2 separate regions of the Triticum aestivum genome follow, and region 1 is linked to region 2. Evidence: chromatin contacts called from public Hi-C data. All regions are on one chromosome and are shown on one strand. Each heading gives the region's core, a stretch centred on a gene start, on an enhancer-like site or on the middle of the called end of the contact. The rest is flanking DNA. Distances are from core to core; before and after follow the strand shown. Region 1 holds the start of LOC123122108. Region 2 overlaps LOC123122106.

Region 1 (2,817 bases), core at 158-2,657, 240 kb after region 2:
ATGACGGCAACTGCGTGATCGAAATTTCACTTTACTCTGCCCATGCTTTTTCCCATCGCCTGCCCGGCCAGAAAGAAACGTGTGTGTTCCATAATGGTATCCACAATTGCCCAAACTCAAAGCGAGTTAAATTTTTGTAGGTGTGCCTTTGCCATGTTATTCTTTTAGCTGCAGTCGGATCTCACCGCACTCGCTGGTGCCTCCCTCCACTGTCTTGTGAATTATTACGCATGCAGCTTTCGTTGATTGATTATTACTACGGCCTAATCACGGTGGTTACATAAATGGAAAATTGAGGTGTTCTCATGCATGTGCCATATTCTTTCTTTCGTATTCTCAAAAAAAAAAAGTTCTTTCTCTCGTCAAAGCTTATCGCCTCGTGTATCTTTGAAAAACCATTTTTCCACAAGTCATTGCTCGTGGATTTGAACATCTTCACCCTGGAACCTGGGTGCACACGCACGGGAACATGTGATTCCGTTAGATTCAGTCGTCGTCATAAAAGGGAGACTATCCGTCGCTCGTCGTTTCAGCTACTAATAATAATCGGTCATGACCACAATTACGAGGTACACTCAACTACATAGCCGGTGCAACAGCCACGACAAGCTTTGGTTGCTAACTAACAGATCCGGTCAAATGTAGCGTAGCGTCATAATTGAGCACCGATCCGGCGCCCGTGAGCATCACTTTAATACTAATACTAAACCGGTCTATTCTTGTTGATAAAATATCTTTGAACAGCAATCCTTGAAAGATACATATGCTAAAAGGGGCCATTGCGTCCCCGGAATCTCTCTCTCTCTCTCTGGCTTGGACCAAAAGGCCGGTCACTCGAGCGGCGTGACGCTCACTCACACGAGACGCACAGAGGCAGCTCACGCAGATCCCGCCTGCATCTGCATAGCATAGCAGTGTCTCTCAGCCTGCCTTGTTGCAATCTTGCTTTCGGAAAACGCCATGTTTGACCGGAGCGAGGACCGAGCTATAGTACTCGTACGACACTGCAGGCAGCAAGCAAGCAACAGGTAAACAAAGCAAGCAAGCAGTACTAGTCCAGTCGGTCCAATTGGACAGGCAGAGGAAAGCGGCAGCACCCAGACCCAGGGATAAACCCAGGGCTAAAAATAAGATAAAGACACGCAAGTATAGCTGCTGATTGATGGCTCCCTTTGACCAAACAAAGACCGGACCTGAGGCGCCCAGCACGAAATCGAAAGCTTCAAAGCAACCCACAAAGAAAGAAAGATATAGAGTAGAAAAAAAAGGTACCCTAACAGTACCGCCATTAAGGGCCCCTTGAAACAGTTCAGTTCGCGGAGAAGAATACGGAGGACCAGTATCGTAGTACCACTAGTCGTGGTAAAAAAATAAAAATACTAATAATAAAGGAACCGCTCGCGCCTCGGCCTCGGCCTCGGCTCGGCGGAAAAACAATTCCCCATTCCTCTCCACTCTCCGCCTCCCCTCCCCTCCCCCCTCTCAGTGGCAGACGCTCTCCTAGTGCTGTGGGTGTGTGGGGGCGCTACAGCTAGGGTTCCGCTCCGCGAATCCGTCGCCGTGGTGCTGCCTGCCGGGATCTGCTGCTGCTGCTGCTTCGGGGCTCGGCGGCGGCTGATCCGGCGGGCGCGGGATGAAGTCGTCGCTGCGGAAGCTGCGCGGGTTCGCGCTGCAGCGCCACGAGCAGCGGGTGGACCGCCACCGCGACCACTCCACCGCCGCCAAGGCCGCGGACGAGCTCCTCGCCGCCGCCCAGGTGCGTGCGCCTTCCGCTGCCCGTCCCCTTTCGTTTCGCTTCTGCGTGGAGTGTGCGTGCGTGCGAGCGGCGCGTGGGGGCGGACGGTGCGGGGGAAGATCTCGCGACGGCAGGAGCGGCTGCGCGCCTGGTTCTGCGTTGCAGGGCGCGTCCGCGGGCTCCTGAAGCTGTTTAGCGCGTTCGGGTGTCCGGGCGGTTGCTTCGCGGTGCGTCTGTCGGGGTAGTAGGCGTGGTGTGGCGCCATGGACTGCCCCTCTAGTGCCATGTGAATTGCCTCGGGATTTTCGCTTCCTGGTGAACTGCCATGGGATGCCACCGTTCGGATCTGCGCTACAGTTCAGTGGGAACGGTTCTGGGAGACTGTCGAAGCGTTGGTCGAACGATACTGACTGACGAGTCCGGTGTTGTTTTCTAGTCCAGTCCTAGTGTGGAATGCGTGAATTGGTTGGTTACTGGGTCGGAATCTGTTGTGAGTTCTAGATCATCGCATGCTCTCATTTGCTTTGTCGTCAACAACGTTTAATTGTAGCGTATTGAGATTTTCCTTTGGTCCGCTGTCGGTGTGGTAATTTGGGCTTGTTCCAACTGAATTTTAGTGCTTCATACGGAGGGGTGATGTGCGGTTGGGTTTTGGCGCCTCTTGTTTGGTTGATAAGCAAACCTTTGCTTACTTTGTTCAAGCATATGTGAATTCAATTGAGTGACTATATGTGCAGTATTACCCTTGAGTTAGAAAAAAAAACTAGCATCTGAGAACTTAGCTGCTCTAGTCTGGTGGCTAACAGGCCCTCATGATTAAGGCCCATGATTAAACTAGGGTTGTCGTTTTATATCATTTGGTTGTCAAAAATCCTGTTGGCTATGAGAAGAGACTTCCCCATTCCCAAGTGTCGTTCTTTTCAAAATGAAACTGCCGACTATTCTGAATAATGAAAACAGTGGATTGTATTTGGCCAAATTTACCAGCAGTAAAACCTAGTTTACATTCCAAACAAGTTGCTTCTGCTAAAACTCTGAACTTGTCGTCGTGTTAAGAGCAGCTTCTGTAGCAACATATTTCC
Region 2 (3,021 bases), core at 235-2,734:
CGCCGTGTCAGAACGGAAGGAGACGTTGTTGGTGCCGCCGACGCAACACCAAGAGCGCGCAGATCCGGTTACGATGGGGAGGCCGACAACGCAGAGGAACGTGGCCAGGATGACCACGACATGAGAAGGCGCCAGGGAGCTATGCGGTACGGTACCGAACTGGCAAGGTAGATCAGCAAGAGGCGCGCCGACGCCATCAGTTCCCGGATCACGGCAGGGCGCAGTGTCAATGGCGGGCAAGAGGCTTGACAGAAGAGCACGGGCAGATAGAAGAGCACGGCAGATGGCGGAGGCGCCTGCTGTGGCCTGTGGGTGGCGAGCACGAGATAGAAGAAAAGCGATTATAGCTAGTGCCTGGCAGTGGCAGGTCGTCGAGCAACCGCGGGAGGAGCTGCGGTCCCTGCACGGCAGGGCTCATCCTATAGCAGTCGTGGTGCCGCTGGAGCGAGTTGCACCACGTAGTCTCACAGCCCGAGCAGCGAACACCACCTGCGAGACACTGACAGGGGACCCAACGCGGCGACGCTGGCCAGGGATGTCATATTCTTCGACTTTGACGAAAGGCACTTGAGGGTGCCTCTCGGACGTCAGTGGATTGAACGACCCGGCGCTGTGAGCGGCGACAACGTAGCAGCCGGCACCCTCCCGACTCCCGAGTGACCAACAACGGCAGCTTTTCTTTCATGGAGCGATAGGGAACTGGAGGGCCTCTGCGGCTTGGCGTGCATGAGGCCGCACGCGCGCGACTCATAGCCGGGTTGGATGGGCTCTAGGCGCCGGCATGTTAGGCAAGCTCGAGCCCAAGAACATGGATGGCTCAGCCTCGACATCCACACGGGACCTCCCAGTGCTTCTTGCAGTCCAGGCAACTCGTCGGCGAGAGCGGCATGAAGCCGGTGGCGCCCTCCATCTCCGGGCGGCAGCTATAGACAGACTCAGTCAGTCCCAGACTGGCAGGGGGTCGAGGGCGAAGTAGCTCCTACAGGCATCGCTCGCGTCGCTGCCATGCAAATGAGAACGGTGGCATGAAGATGGCCGGGGCGGCTAGGTGTAGGGATGTCGAGGACGTGGTTATGGGGGTGCAGCGAGGGACATGGAGGCTCAACGTATTTATATGTAGGCAATCACTCAAGAAAAAATCGAGAAAGCTCAGGGATGAACTGCATGCAAACATGTTCCTAAATATTTGTCTTTCTAGAGATTTCAACAAATGACTACATACAGAGCAAAATGAATGAATCTACACTCTAAAATATGTCTACATACATTTGTATGTTATAGTTCATTTGAAATGCCTAGAAAGACAAATATTTCGAAACGGAGGGAGTAGCAGTCACATCGTGTCAATCCCATGCATGTAAATCAGGAGGGCCCATCCAACACGCGTGCATGGAGTGTCAATTCGAGAAGGATCCACACAACCCACGCGAACCAGCACATGGCATCCAAGACCACGCGGCTACAGAACGGCAAGAAATCAGCCATCGTACAACGGGACAAATCTATGTAGGCAAATCAAGTACGGAGCCATGCAGCCCACATGTAGCGGCCGTAGCACAAATCCTTCCAAATAGCTAGGGGACAAAACTGCACAACCCAAACAAACACAAGGCCAGCCCACATGCGGAACAAAAAGAATGTCCTCAAATTAGAATCCAAATTGCTAGGTTCACACGCGAAGGCAGATAACAAGTTAAGAAAATTTTCACCGAATGCCTACAGTCACTAGAGAAATGTACACCCTGGGAGCCCCCAAAAATACACGTGTCCATGCCCTACTTATTCTCACGTTGCTATCCACCAAGTGGTGAAACCTGGGAGCGTAAACTTCCCGAGATATAGTGGTTTTGGTATAGGGTGTATGGTCATTTGTTCAATTCTTGAGATTTTATATTTGTATATGGGAAGCTCATCAGTTCCTTTTAAATATTGATATGTTCTTTCACTGAACTGCAATGGTTGTCAGCTATTAGTTCATGAACTCAGGTCAGATTTTTGACAATCATGGGTGTAGAAAACAAACCAAGTGACCAAATATTAGGCGAGGACTGGATAAATTGGCAGTGATCCAAACAGGTGCCAGGCTGTCAAAAATTGGTAAGGAAAGCAAACAAGCCCTCGGATCTCCGCCCTTGGTGCTTTTATAGGGCTACAACTACTCCCTATGTTTCAAAACAAGTGTCGTGGTCTTGGTTCAAATTTTAGATATAAGGTTCCAACATGGTAGCTCATTATAATGATCTGAACAGGTTTTGTACAATTTTACAAATCAACAGCCTTTGTTTAAATTCAACCAATGAGATGTGGCAGCTTAAAAGTACAAAACAATGAACTCCACACTTGAATTACTTGACAGAAACCTTCTACTAAGGGGCCTGCTATGCTATGGAGCTGTTGAGATGCTCAATCAGAACCTGAAAATGAACACAAACTAGTGTATCAGAGGCAAGCCAGCCAGGTTGATGCGCCTTCAGCTGACTGGGTGCCCAAACCCTCCCTAGACACAAGCAAAATGACCAGATGAGAACGTTTATCCTCTCTTAAGACTGTAAAATCATGCTTGATGTGTTTACTACCTTTGCCCCTCTGTCCTCTTGCTTCTCTAGCTTCAGAAAGTTGGAGCGGTCAATGATCGTCATCTGCAGTCACAAACTGTTCCGCATAGGAAAACCCCTCTTTATACAAGAGAAGAAACCAAACTGTTCAATGATTGTCATCTGCAGTCACAAAAGCATTCACCATAAACGAATATGTCAGTGCCATATAGCAATAACATACAAAAAATATATAGAGTTTGTACCTAATCGACAACTTGAGTATTTGGTGTGCTGCCATTCTCAACAGAAGTTGGATCCAGTCGAGCCGAAATGGCCACCTGTAGGTTTTCACCCGAGGGCCCGCCTGATTGCACGGCATTATTTATCGGCATGACACTGCAATTGAAAAAAATGGAAACTAAATTTACAGATGCAAGCTTGGCAGGCTGGGCCGACTCAACAATCCATCTAGTTAATTTGTTTT

What was found. A called contact is a pair of places that touch in the nucleus more often than the background predicts.
Region 1: a Hi-C map of leaf shows a contact between it and region 2, with 6 times the contacts expected there. The contact joins the promoter of LOC123122108 here to the enhancer-like site in region 2. A contact is called at or near these places in 1 of 5 Hi-C or Micro-C datasets (leaf) and 1 of 1 datasets of contacts at active chromatin or transcription factors (leaf).

What each region holds. Positions count from the first base shown.
Region 1 is chr5D:399,464,674-399,467,490 of IWGSC CS RefSeq v2.1, forward strand. LOC123122108 reads left to right here and starts at 1,408. Exons shown (of 10, transcript XM_044542246.1): 1 at 1,408-1,756. The coding sequence starts at 1,634. LOC123122107 (pyruvate dehydrogenase E1 component subunit beta-2, mitochondrial) reads left to right here. Exons shown (of 14, transcript XM_044542245.1): 14 at 1-310. The coding sequence ends at 18.
Region 2 is chr5D:399,225,312-399,228,332 of IWGSC CS RefSeq v2.1, forward strand. LOC123122106 reads right to left here. Exons shown (of 15, transcript XM_044542244.1): 13 at 2,801-2,933; 14 at 2,577-2,717; 15 at 2,185-2,414. The coding sequence ends at 2,801. Among protein-coding and RNA genes, the nearest start is that of LOC123122106, 8.2 kb to the right of the region's middle. Within about 2 kb of position 1,485, at least 4 of the 8 cell types and tissues checked have an H3K27ac peak or open chromatin away from gene starts, as enhancers often do. A contact at or near this core is called in leaf, where this site is marked.